2 separate regions of the Ovis aries genome follow, and region 1 is linked to region 2. Evidence: chromatin contacts called from public Hi-C data. All regions are on one chromosome and are shown on one strand. Each heading gives the region's core, a stretch centred on a gene start, on an enhancer-like site or on the middle of the called end of the contact. The rest is flanking DNA. Distances are from core to core; before and after follow the strand shown.

Evidence for each region. A called contact is a pair of places that touch in the nucleus more often than the background predicts.
Region 1: a contact with region 2 is called in a Hi-C map of hypothalamus, with 3 times the contacts expected there. The contact joins the promoter of APBB2 here to the promoter of NSUN7 in region 2. A contact is called at or near these places in 2 of 16 Hi-C or Micro-C datasets (hypothalamus and tail adipose tissue).

What each region holds. Positions count from the first base shown.
Region 1 is chr6:60,804,478-60,810,760 of ARS-UI_Ramb_v3.0, reverse strand. APBB2 (amyloid beta precursor protein binding family B member 2) reads left to right here and starts at 2,301. Exons shown (of 18, transcript XM_060417057.1): 1 at 2,301-2,383.
Region 2 is chr6:60,377,959-60,384,101 of ARS-UI_Ramb_v3.0, reverse strand. It overlaps NSUN7 (NOP2/Sun RNA methyltransferase family member 7), which reads right to left and starts at 4,621. Exons shown (of 12, transcript XM_027970950.3): 1 at 4,333-4,621; 2 at 3,549-3,947. The coding sequence starts at 3,858.

The DNA.
Region 1 (6,283 bases), core at 1,052-3,551, 430 kb before region 2:
GGCCGCTTCCACGTCTCTATTAGGGCAGCCAGAGATTTTGCTTTTTCTGGCGGTGATTTCCCAACTTCTGCAGGTCCCCTGCGGGTCGCCGAATGTCGCCCTCTACCCGGGGCGAAGCCAAATGGCCAGGAGGCTCGGAAGCCGGGCCCAGGACAGAGCGGCCGGGTGAGGGCGCAGGAGCGTTTCCTGCGCGAGTGTGGCCACTAGGCCCGTTTCCGGAAAGCTGATTGCATCAGGTGTGGAGCGGGGCGCCTCCTTGGCCCAACCTGGCGGCCACTGCGCCTGCGTGCGTCGCCCCGCCCCGCCCCGCCCCGCCGCCGAGGGCTCCACCGCGGGTTTTCCTCTCGTTCTGGAGGAGATCGATCCGGGAAGGGTGGACGGAGATTACCCCTCTGGGACCCCCGAGAGAGGGGATGGCAGGGATGGGTATCCAGGGAGCCGCGGGGAGCTGAGTCCGAGGGAGTAGAGTACCTGCGGAAAGAGGACCTGCCTGGAAGGCTGATGGTGCCCCCCTGTTGATGGGCGGAGTGGTCTTGGGCTAATTTTCTCTCTTCCTTAGACCAGAAAGACGTAGACTAGAACCAGAGAGCTTTCCGCATTTTTCTAAAGTGGGTTACACCGCGACCGTCGACTACCTGTGTGGTGCACGAACACCATAGGCAGAGGGGGTGCAGAGACAGCCCCGAGGATGAGCATGTTCATGGATTTATAGGGAATTCTTAGCGGCAATATTGTTTTTCTTTTGCGGAAGGAGTGACATAATTGTTGGCCTCCAGATTGGTCTGAGGGAAATTGTTTTTTGGGAGAGGTTTGGGGGTGCAAATGCCAGAAACTCCTATTCCGCAAGGCAGCTTTCTTTCCTCCACTGCTCATTTCTCCCAACCCCATCCGAGACTGCATCAGGGTCCCATTATACCTCCTTTACTACACACCTAGTAGATTTCCCTCCTAGCACTCTTCGTGTTTGAAATGACATTTTTGAGTAATTGTTTAATGGATTTCTGTCCACCTCGCTGGTCTAAGCTTTATGAAAGCAGGGGTCTGGGCTTTTTTATTCACTGCTATCCCTAAGCTAACTGTAAGATTTTGTGGGTCCTCAATAAATTCATGATGTTGAAGGAAAAAAGTAATGCGGGTCCCAACCACATAGGGTCGTCTCATGAAGAATAGGGACGAGTGAGTTTGCTGTTTGAAGGACTGCATTGTGGAGGTTTAGGGAAGAGGATGACAGGAGCAGCCATTACCTTGTAATTATTAGTCAATTACTTTGAGCATAAGCCTCCTGAAGGAGATAAGAAAGGAGGTAAGAAAGGCTTTTGTGTATGTGTGGAGCAGTAGTTCCCAAAGCGTGGTCTTCAGACCAGCATCACCTGGGAAGTCGTTAAATGTACAGACACTTGGGCGCACCACAGACCTACCCATTCCGAGATTCTGTTAAGTAATCTGAGTTTCCATAAACCCTTAGGATATTCTGATGGAGGCTCAAGTTTGACAGTCATTGCACTGGTGAAGCGCAATCCTAAAGATGCTTTGGGGATGTTATTCAGTGTCTGGGGGCAGAAAACTGATTACTACTTGGAATTCTTTATCAGGATCTTGCTTGTCTGAGTTTTAGTTAATATTCCTGGAGGGGAAAGGGAGATTATGCTTTCCCTCTCTTGCAGGTGTGTTCCTCCCTTGAGGTGAACTTGCTGTGATGTTCCCATGGAGAAATGGTGTGTGTGTGTTCACGCGCCATATGCCTGGGTTTCTAGATAAGGAGGCAGAAGGAAGGAGAAGGTCTCGCCCACAAAGTTGCAGCTGGATGGGCGTGGGCAGCTCTCATCTGAGGACATTTTCCCGTTATAAGGGAATGCAGACGTGTGGGAGAAAAGGCTAGCCAGGGATAAGGTTACCCAACTGCCTTTTGGTGCAGACAGACACCGAGCCACAAGGAGGGGATGCCGGGCTGCCTCGCGTTGGGTCTCGACGTTCTGGCCCGCCTTGCCTCCCTGCCATCTTCTCGGATGATTAGGGGACTGTGAGTTCGAGAGGCCCCGAAGCCTCTGCCTGCAGGGGTCGCACTAGGAGCGCGGCCCGCCCCCTCCTCCTCGGCCCCCGCCCCCGGCCCCGCCTTTCTCGGGATCGGCCCCCGCCCGGTCAGGCCCCTCCAGCCTCTCCGCGCAGCCGCCGCCAAAGCCTGGAGAAGTGGAATCTCGCCGGCGCCGCTCCCTGCGCGGGACTGGCGGAGCGGCACTGGGCATGCTCAGTCGCCGGAGCCCGTCCCGGTCTCAAGTAGGAAGCTCGTGCGCTGCTCCCGCAGCTGATTCTGACGCTCCCGGCAGGGCGAGACTGGAGCAGAGCTGCCGGGTGCCGGAGCCTAGGCGAGCGCCGCGCACTGCCGGTGAGCCCAGCTTTCTTCCTTGCTTTTGCTCTGGATCCCGGGGCCGTCCGGGAGTGCTGGGGAGAGACCCGATCAGCAGCAGCGGCGTGGGGTGAGTGGCGGCGCGTAGCCCGGGCGGCTGCTCCTCTCCTCGCGGCCCCGAGGGCAGCGCGGCCACTGCCACTAGCCCAGCCGCAGCCCCAGCTGCAGCAGCTGCCACAGCATCTGCAGCGGGCGTTCCTGCGGAGTCTCGTGTGCCCCGCTCTCGCGCCGCAGGGCCGGGTGGCACGGCGATTGCGGGCTCACTCCTTGACTCCATCCCTTTGGCTTCGCGGCGCCCTCTTTCCCTCGGCAGCCGGGGCTTGGCAGGGCCTGAGGCAGGGGAGACAGGGTGGGAGGGGGTGCGCCGGGGGCGGGGGTGCTGCGGAGGGGAAAAAGCGAAGGTGGGCGCCGGCGGGGAAGAGCGCACACCCCCTTGCCTTGGCACCGGCCTCCGCTGTGCGGCTGGGCTCTCCCTCCACCGGCGGCAGCGCACTCCTGCCGGGACTTGAAGACCGGGCTGGATTCTAGGGGGTTCAGAGCCTAGCCGCTGGGAGATCAAAGGGGGAAAAGTTCATTTCCCTCTCGGAGGCAGGGAGCATTTTAACTAGAAAATGGCTGTGCGAAGGGGACCGAATCAGGGAAGCTGATCCTGAAGTCCACTTTGCTGCCTGCCGGACAGAATGGAGGGTTGAACGCTAGAAATGACATTTGTGTGTTGAAAACATTGCTGGACGGAGGAGGGATGCGGAGTGCCATAGAAACAATCAAAGGTGATCTTGACATCGGCGAAGAGGTCTAGAACTGAGGGGTCAGGGGCTAAGGGTCGAAGGACCGCAGGGCCTGAATGAAAAAAAGAAAAAAGAAAAAAAAAAAAACACATTGAAGAAATCAGACAGAGTTGTGGCCGTTTTGTAGTCAAGTTCAGGGCAGTTTAGAGCCATCACTGTCCCAGACTGTTTTGGGTGGATTGAGTCGTTGGGGAGGGCCAAACACTGAGAGGAGAATAAGGTCAGTGTCAGAAGCTCAGACAAGACTGGGCTCCGTTTTGATTAGAAGTCCCTCAATCACTGGCTTTACATTGTGCCTGATGACTTAGGTACAATACTTAAAGGATTCTCTTAAAATGATGCCAGCAGTCGTGTCTGAATTCCAAGAAATGGGGAAACTTTGTGAGGTTGGCATTGGTTTGTTCTTTGTTTTACTATTTCACTGATTTAAAAAGCAAGCAGTGGCATCCCGATCTGTTGTCCTGGATTGGGGTCTCTTAAGCCTTTGGTTTATTTTTCTTGTCATGAATTTATTTTTCACATCTTGTCCTCAAATGGCCATGATAGTTAAGAGTGTCTGCATTCGGGTAGCTGGGCGTTCAGGAAGGGGGGTTTCTTTATGAAGCCATATCGTGGTGTTTTCAGTTTGTAACTTGGAAGCAATATTTGCTGAGCAGTTGTTTATGGTAACTTGCAGAGTCCTAGAAATGGCAGTTTTGAAAGGGTGATATTTGTTAAGAGGATGAGGAACCTGGGGGAGTGGCGTCTGGAATGCTGAGAGAACACAGGTGGCAGTAGAGTGCAGTGGGCTGGCTGTCAGAGCACCTGGGGATAACAGATGCAGATCTCAATAGCTGTCCTTTGGTCATTGGCTAATTATATGACCTCGAGAAATCACTCAGGGACTCCATAGGCTGGGGTTGGTCTAGATATTTGCTCAGAGCGTTTGAGAAGGAATTCTAAAGTTAAGATCCTTTTCCAGGGAACTGGAAAGGAAAGAAATGTTTCTTTCATTATCTCTTCTAAAGGATGTTAATACTGTTAACTAAGTAATTCACCTGCATGGAGCCAGGACAGTCCCATTTTCTGAAACTTTTATAAAGTACTAGTGGAAAAACGCACGAGCTGAAGTTTAAAAGACTTGACTTCTTACAGTTAACTGGAGTAATAAGAATCCTGACTACAAAATCATATAAGAAAAGTCTGCTAAATAGTGGAAGAATCCACGTGTACAAAGATAAAATGTTTTAAACTGTTACTCTTTTTATGTCATGTTTCAAAGTTTGATAACTTTTTTTTTCCCTGCCATCAGAGAACAAAAATCAATTTTTTTTTTCTTTTTTGTTACAGCAGGAATACTGGAAGGCTTGCCATTGTATTGGAACAGTATTATGTTGATTATCTTGATTTCAGGATATCTAAATTTGTCTCTTAAAAGAAATGGGATGTTGTCTCTATAACTTCTTTTAAAATATTCCGCACCCTGATGTAGTATAGCCCCTTACACTTTTCATGGGCACAGGACAGACTTTTAGAAAAGTATTGTAAGAAGATATTACAGCTTATGAGGGCGATGCTTATTTTCCTCTCCCAAGTTAAGGAAAGTAGCGTTTGTTCATTACTATGTGTCAAGTCTGATATTCAGACTCTTACACATCTTATATGTTGTTATCTCTGACATAAATGTCAGCTTCCCAAGAAAATCTCTCTGAGGAGGTGGACAGTTCATTGCTTATAAAGCAGTAGAACTTCCGAGTTTTATTTTATATAAGACTATGTTTAACTGCTTTCATTATTCAGTAAGCATTCTCTTGTAAAACATATTTGATTTGTTATTTGGAATTAGATTTGACTGGAACAGCATGTCTTCAGAATGACTTGAATGTTTTTAAGAAGCTTCTATTCAGATTTTAAAACTTTTTTTATGTTCATTTATTTTCGACAGAGTTGTACTACTAACAAATGAATGTAAGGAAGATAAGCCCAGATTACCCATATTAATTTTATATGTTATTAGAGCATATTCTGGGGCTTCCCGGGTAGCTCAGCTAGTAAAGAACCCTCCTGCAATGCAGAAGATCCCAGTTCGATTCCTGGGTGGGGAAGTTCCCCTGGAGAAGGGATAGGCAACCCACTCCAGTATTCTTGGTCTTCCCTGGTAGCTCAGGTGGTAAAGAATCTGCCCGCAATGCAGGAGACCTGGGCTCGATCCCTGGGTTGGGAAGATCCCCTGGAGGAGGGCATGGCAACCCACTCGAGCATTCTTGCCTGGAGGGTCCCCATGGACAGAGGAGTCTGGCGGTCTACCGTCCATGGGGTCACAAAGAGTCACAACTGAGCGACTAAGCACAGTGCATATTCTGCATGTTGTTACGTGTCGATGGTGTGAAGTAGTTTGTCAGAGTCAGAGTGACAGATGCTCCATAATAAATGTCTAGTGAGATTTCACAAAAAGACCACCAGCCAGGGAATCCCAAGACTTGCCTTCTGGGCCAGGGTTGTCTGCTACTTAAATTTACTGGGTGACCTTGGGAAACTCCGTTTTCCCATCTGTAAAATGAGGGTGTTGCAGTAGAAGGCACCCTCATGGTGTGTTTTGAGCCTTCAGGTCCCAGTCCAGGGGCCTGTGATGCAACCATTTGAAAAGGAGGACTACAGGTGAAGCCTTAGATGAAGCTGATTTTGTTTCACTAAGTCTGGGCCATCCTGCTTTATGGAACTGTCGTTCAATTGCTAAGTTGTGTCCAACTTTTTGGGACCCATGGATGGTAGCCTGCCGGGCTCCTCTGTCAATGAAATTCTCCAGGCAAGAATACTGTGGTGGGTAGCCATTCCCTTCTCCTTTGGGATATTCCAAACCCAGGGATTGAACCCAGGTCTCCTGCATTGGCAGGAGGATTCTTTGTCACTGAGCCACCAGGGGAGCCTACTGTGTGGCATGCCCTTCATTTGTTGCACATTTCCCACATCCCTTCTAGTTTTTGTATGTCAAATGATGGTTGTCATAAAATTAACTCTTTGTGGGGCTGCAGTTGAGGTAGGAGATAAGGTAATAATTAGATTTGGGTAGAGCACTTTAGGTATATAAAATTGTTTGTTTTTTTTGTGGTGA
Region 2 (6,143 bases), core at 3,372-5,871:
GGAAAGTTATGACCAACCTAGATAGCATACTCTAAAGCAGAGACATTACTCTGTCACCAACGGTCCATCTAGTCAAGGCTATGGTTTTTCCAGTAATCGTGTATGGATGTAAGAGTTGGACTATAAAGAAAGCTGAGCACAGAATTGATGCTTTTGAACTGTGGTGTTGGAGAAGACTCTTGAGAGTCCCTTGGACTGCAAGGAGATCCAAACAGTCCACCCTAAAGGAGATCAGTCCTGGGTGTTCACTGGAAGGACGGATGTTGAAGCCGAAACTCCAATACTTTGGCCACCTGATGCAAAGAGCTGACTCATTGGAAAAGACTCTGATCCTGGGAAAGATTGAGGGCAAGAGGAGAAGGGGACAACAGAGGATGAGATGGTCAGATACATCACCGACTCAATGGACATGAGTTTGGGTCAACTCCAGGAGTTGGTGACAGACAGAGGCCTGAAGTGCTGTGGTTCATGGGGTCGCAAAGAGTTAGATACAACTGAGCAACTGAACTGAACTGATGAGCAATAATTTCAGGAATACCTTCTTCCTCAATTTTTTTTCTTAATGGGTTATTCATTAATTTATTTTTTAAGAAATCATTTTGCCAGTTTTTCTTCTGTTTTAATATTTGGTAGTCATTGAAACATCCAGAGATTCTTTGAAAAATAAATTAGCTTCTAATACTCTACTTCTCTGACATAAGTCAAACTTAATAGGAATAGATTATTCTTCATTACCTTCTTTAGTAGAAAACTGACCTTGCATCTTATTTAGCAGAGTAAGAAAAGGGGTTATCATTTCAAAAATCATTATTCTGAACCCTTTAAACAATTAATCAGAAAAACACACTCTCTGCCTTGAAAGAGCTTCTACACAAAGGACATCAACAAAAGGGCAAATAATAAAACTAGAAATCATAAAAAATAAAAAAGATGATTATTACCCAAGCTCTCTTTAGTTTGTGCATTAACCTTTTCACCTTTACTGTTCCTATAAAACCTTACAGAAGAAATCCTGAGTTTTCTTTCCTGAACCATGATTCCCTGAACCTATGCTATATAAGCCAGATGTTGAGTTTATAAAATATTACATGTGAAAATATTGAAAGAACACTGATAATACATAAGACAAAAGTAAAATATATAAAAACTTCCAATATTTTAAAGCAAAATATCAGGCTCTTAATTACCTTGGAAATCCACTGCGTTTAGGAATTCTAGCTTCATCCCATATGAATATTCGGAAATTATTCAGATGATAATTTAAAGCAAGATATTATTATCATTAAGAAGAAAACAACAGCTGTACCAAGTAAACAACCAAAGCCATCTCATCTTAGAATTTGAACTTATGAACATTTCAAGGAAAAGTAGGTTTATAAAGGCCTATGATGACAATGAAAGAGAGTGAAAAAGCTGGCTTAAAATTCAACATTCAAAAAACCAAAATCATGGCATCCAGTCCCATCACTTCACAGCAAACAGATGGGGAAACAGTGACAGGCTTTTTCTTATGCTCAAAAATCACGGCAGATGGTGACTGCAGCCATGAAATTAAAAGATGCTTGCTCCTTGGAAGAAAAGCTATGACCAACCTAGACAGCATGTTAAAAAGCAGAGACATTACTTTGCCAACAAAGGTCCGTCTAGTCAAAACTATGGTTTTTCCAGTAGTCATGTATGGATGTGAGAGTTGGACCATAAAGAAGGATGAGTCCCGAAGAACTGATGCTTTTGAACTGTGGTGTTGGAAAAGATTCTTGAGAGCTCCTTGGACTGCAAGGAGATCCAACCAGTCAATCCTAAAAGAAATCAGTCCTGAATACTCACTGGAAGGATTCATACTGAAGCTAAAGCGCCAATATTTTGGCCACCTGATGTGAAGAGCTGACTCACTGGAAAAGACCCTGATGCTGGGAAAGACTGAAGCCAGGAGGAGAAGGGGATGACAAGGGATGAGATGGTTGGATGGCATCACCGACTCAATGGACATGAGTTTGAGCAGACTCCAGGAGATAGTAAAGGACAGGGAAGCCTGGCATATTGAAGTCCATGGGGCCGCAAAGAGTCGGACACAACTGAGCGATTGAACAACAAATGACAATAATTTATCTAAATGGAATCTGGGTTATTAAAAAATGTCAGTCACAAGACACTTTCATAAAACAGAAATAAAGATTGAGAGAAAGAAAATGATAATCTACCATACACATTACTACAACATGACCATCTAATCAATGGATTAATTTTACAAAGAATAATCTCAGGCTTTTATTACTGATTTCTAAAGGCAATCCATTCCAGTATTCTCGCCTGAAAAATCCCTTGGACAGAGGAGCCTGGCGGGCTATAGACCACAGGGTCACAAAGAGTTGGACATGACTGAGCAATTAAGCACACACAGCACACACAAAGGTAAGATTCAATACTCTATCAGGAAAAAATTGTCTATAATACAGTTTGGGCATTAACATTAAATATCAATTAACTGACACAGATGCCTAATGTGTATCTCACTATTGCAAGGAAAAAATCTTCAATGTTAATTTGACTCGTGATTTAAAGTACCAACACTCTGGTTGGTCTTTAAATCTAAGTTTTAAAAAAGAAGAGGAGGGAAGGGATGAAATAGAATCTGAAAGTTTAAACTGGAGGAGGGAAAAATGGCTAAGACAGATTTTAAAAAAAAAGATCACAAGCAGAAACTAAAGAAATGAAACTCAAAGAGAAGCTGCCTCTGAACATCACACAAATTTTTCTCTGTGATGACAAATTCCTGGCTTCAGAACTGAGCTACATCATGTCTGTAGACAACCAAAAACATACATTTATAGCTGAGTAATTAATGGGATATTTTAATTCAACTGAGCAATTGTTAACCACCTCTCAGCAAGGATGTGCAAGGCCCAGTATTAACAGTAAGTAAATGATGCATGTAATGCCCTTTCTAGGTGTCTCTTTAGGAAGTTTTATCATTTTAGCCATGCTGGTAATACTCCAAACATTTCTGGAACTTCTTCGGAACTTCTTTTCAGTCAGTATACAAATCAATACAAACTTTACAGTTTATATTGTATTATAGTTGATGGCTAGTACTAAAACCTGTCTCCAGGCCCTTTGACTACTCTCATAGGAAAAATATTTGGTTTTGTTCTGGAATCAACTCCATTCTCAGAAGTTGATAATTACCCACCATCGAGGAAATCTGCAACATTACACCTCAAATCCTGGAGGCAGATTAAAAGGGATTTCTACAAAAATTTGGAAGAATAAATTTACAAGCTTCCCAAAGTAAACAAAAAAAAATGGCAGTGAATAGGATCATCTTAATTTTGACCCACCTAAGCACAGGGAAATCTACAGTGGGAAACATATCTGACTGTTTTGCTGGAAACTCTCCTTAAAGCCTTGACATCTGCAACTGACCAAAGATATTCAGAAGCCTAAAAACAAAACCTGGTGTACGTGTGTGAGGGTGCGAGGAGGTTCGATGGACCTCACAAATTCTCTCATTATTCTCTTTTAGTGCTGTCAAAACTGGTACTACTCACACTTAAGTGCACTGAAAGCCAGCTCATAGGACAAACGCTGAAAGGATTCATCCTCGGATTCGGTTGAGGACGGCAAGGGCTTATTTCCATACTTTATTAAGGCTTTCTCTGGTGACTTTTCGAGTCTAGTGCCCTGAAAAATGTTCGCTGCCAGAATGTAAACGGAGTCCGGATAGCCAGTTTTTTCGGGTGAACCAGTTGAGCTGTTTTCGCCGCAGGCTGGGTCACCTGACAGAGCCAGCGAAGAGAGTTGGGAGATCTCAGCGGTTGTTTCTTCCAAAAACTCCAGTTCATTTGCGGAGTTAAACATGTTTGCCCCCCTGACTGTCCTAGGTAACTCAAGCTTGAATTACAATTCAGATGTTCCGGGAAATGGTTTTCCTTGTTCAAGCATCGTCTCTGTGAAAATAAAAAGATTATCCTGGTTAAACCACTATTTCCGCAGGACCACACTTGGTGACCCACCTCGTGTGGCCCTAGAGAGCCAGCGGTGGCATTCCCTGGCTGCCCCGAGCATCCCTTACTTCAAGCCGGGAAACCTCCACACACTCGCAAAGGGAGAGGGGTGGAGACGGCTCCGAATGGCCTCCGAAACTACGAGACCTTAACCGAGGCCCGTTTTGGTGCAGAGCTCCCCCAAGAGCCGCACCTGCGGCCCCTGGGGCGCTCCTTTCACTGGCTCCCGCGAGTCCTCCCTTACCCCAGAGGGCGGATGTTCCCCGGGGCTTTAGGAACAGAGACGCGGCAGCCGCAGCACTTTGGGCCCGGGTGGCTGGAATCTTACACAGTGCCCTCGGGGGCCCCGGGACTGCAGGGCTGCCGCGGCGGTCCGCGCAGGCAGTTTGGTTCAAATGAGCTTCTCCCACCCGCCGGGGTCGGGGCAGGGGGGTCGCGACCCCCGGCTCTCGCTTCGCTCGGGTTCCTGAGGGAGGATGCGCCTCAGGGCTCCGCCCGCCAGCACGGTAGTCTTCACGAATGCGGCAGCTGAGCCGGGTAGAGCACGAGGCTGGTGGGCCCGCCGGCTCCGGCCGCGGAAAGGTAGGCCTCCCCTGTCTGCGGCAGTCAGCCGGCCCAGGACCGGGGTCTCCGTGGCAACCAAGGGTGCGATGAGGGGGGAGGGAACGCTGCCAGAGGGCAGTTCCCGCGGGATTTGGCCAGCGCTTCCTTTTCTTCTTGAGTTGCTCCTCCTCTCTCACCCCGGACACCTGTGCCAGCCCCGCCTCACGTTGAAGGCCCCTGCGTAATTGGACTGCGCAGCCCTGAAGATCCTCGACTTCCCCAGGGTCACAAGTGACCCTTCTTCTCCAACTTGTCACCTGTGATCTCCTTGAAAGCAAGAATTTTGTATTGCTGACAACACCTAGTTTAGCGGATTAGCGGGCACGCAGGAAATGTTAAAACAGCTCAGTGTAGAACTGTTGAAGAAAAGAAAAGGTAAAAAAAACAGACAAGTTGACTGTATTTCCACGCTTTTTAGAACAATAGATACCACAGATACCACATTAGATGGACCCTTCCAGGAATGACTGTGCTGCGCTTAGTCGTAGTGGACTCTTTGTGACCCCATGGACTGTAGTCCTCCACGCTCCTCTGTCCATGGAATTTTCCAGGCTAGAATACTGTACTGGAGTGAGTTGCCATTTCCTTGTCCAGAGGATCTTCCCAATCCAGGGATGGAACCTCCGCCCCGTCTTCCGTTTTCCTAAACTGCAAGCAGATTCTTTACCCGTTGAGCCACGGGTGAAGCCTTCCAGGGCAAGCTGTATAAAGATCTTTGCCAGCTTCCTTCCCAGGAGCTGCCTGAAAAGAAAGATGTTGCTGAAATAGGCCTACAAACAAGCAAATTCACACCCCTTAAAGTATAGAATGGCTCTGGGGATGTATATGAACTTCCCCCAAAGGGTTTTAATATGGCTACTTTAATTTTTGAGTGTCCTGGAGAGAAGTCTGCATCCTAACTCATCAAAGAAAAACCAGCTGTGCTCAAGTTTTAAAGGTAGTGGAAAAATACTTTAATTTCTAGAATAAAAACCAACTGACTGAGATTTAAGTTTATGTGCATCTTAAGCTTTTCATTGATTGCCTGTTAACCTGTCTCCAAAGTGCAAGTTCTAAAACTGGAGAAAAAGAAAAGGTTGCATTTTTCCTCTACTGTATACCATTTGTGTTGCTGCTTTGAAACTTCTCCAACAGACTTCAATAGGTCTAATTTTTGAGAGCTTCAATAGCTCTCAAATTTTTCTTACAGTACGATTCAATGAACAAATGCAAATATGAATATATAAAGATCATGTGATGAGTAACATGTATGTACTTCACATTTCTTGCCTGGTTTAGAAAAGTCCTAGGTTTTAAAACAGAAATGGGCATTGGATTGTGCATCTTGACAAATTACATTTCAAGTTTTAAGTGAAAACAATTATGAAATCATTTAAAAAATAAGATTTTATTTTATTGAAAATAAAATAGATGCTAATATCTACTTAAAGAAAAATCTGCTAGATACTTGGTCTCCATTTTCTATATGAAGCAAAAACCAAAGCCTACAAGTTGAATGAAGTTCTTCATTTTGGACTGAGATCAAAGTCACAGGAA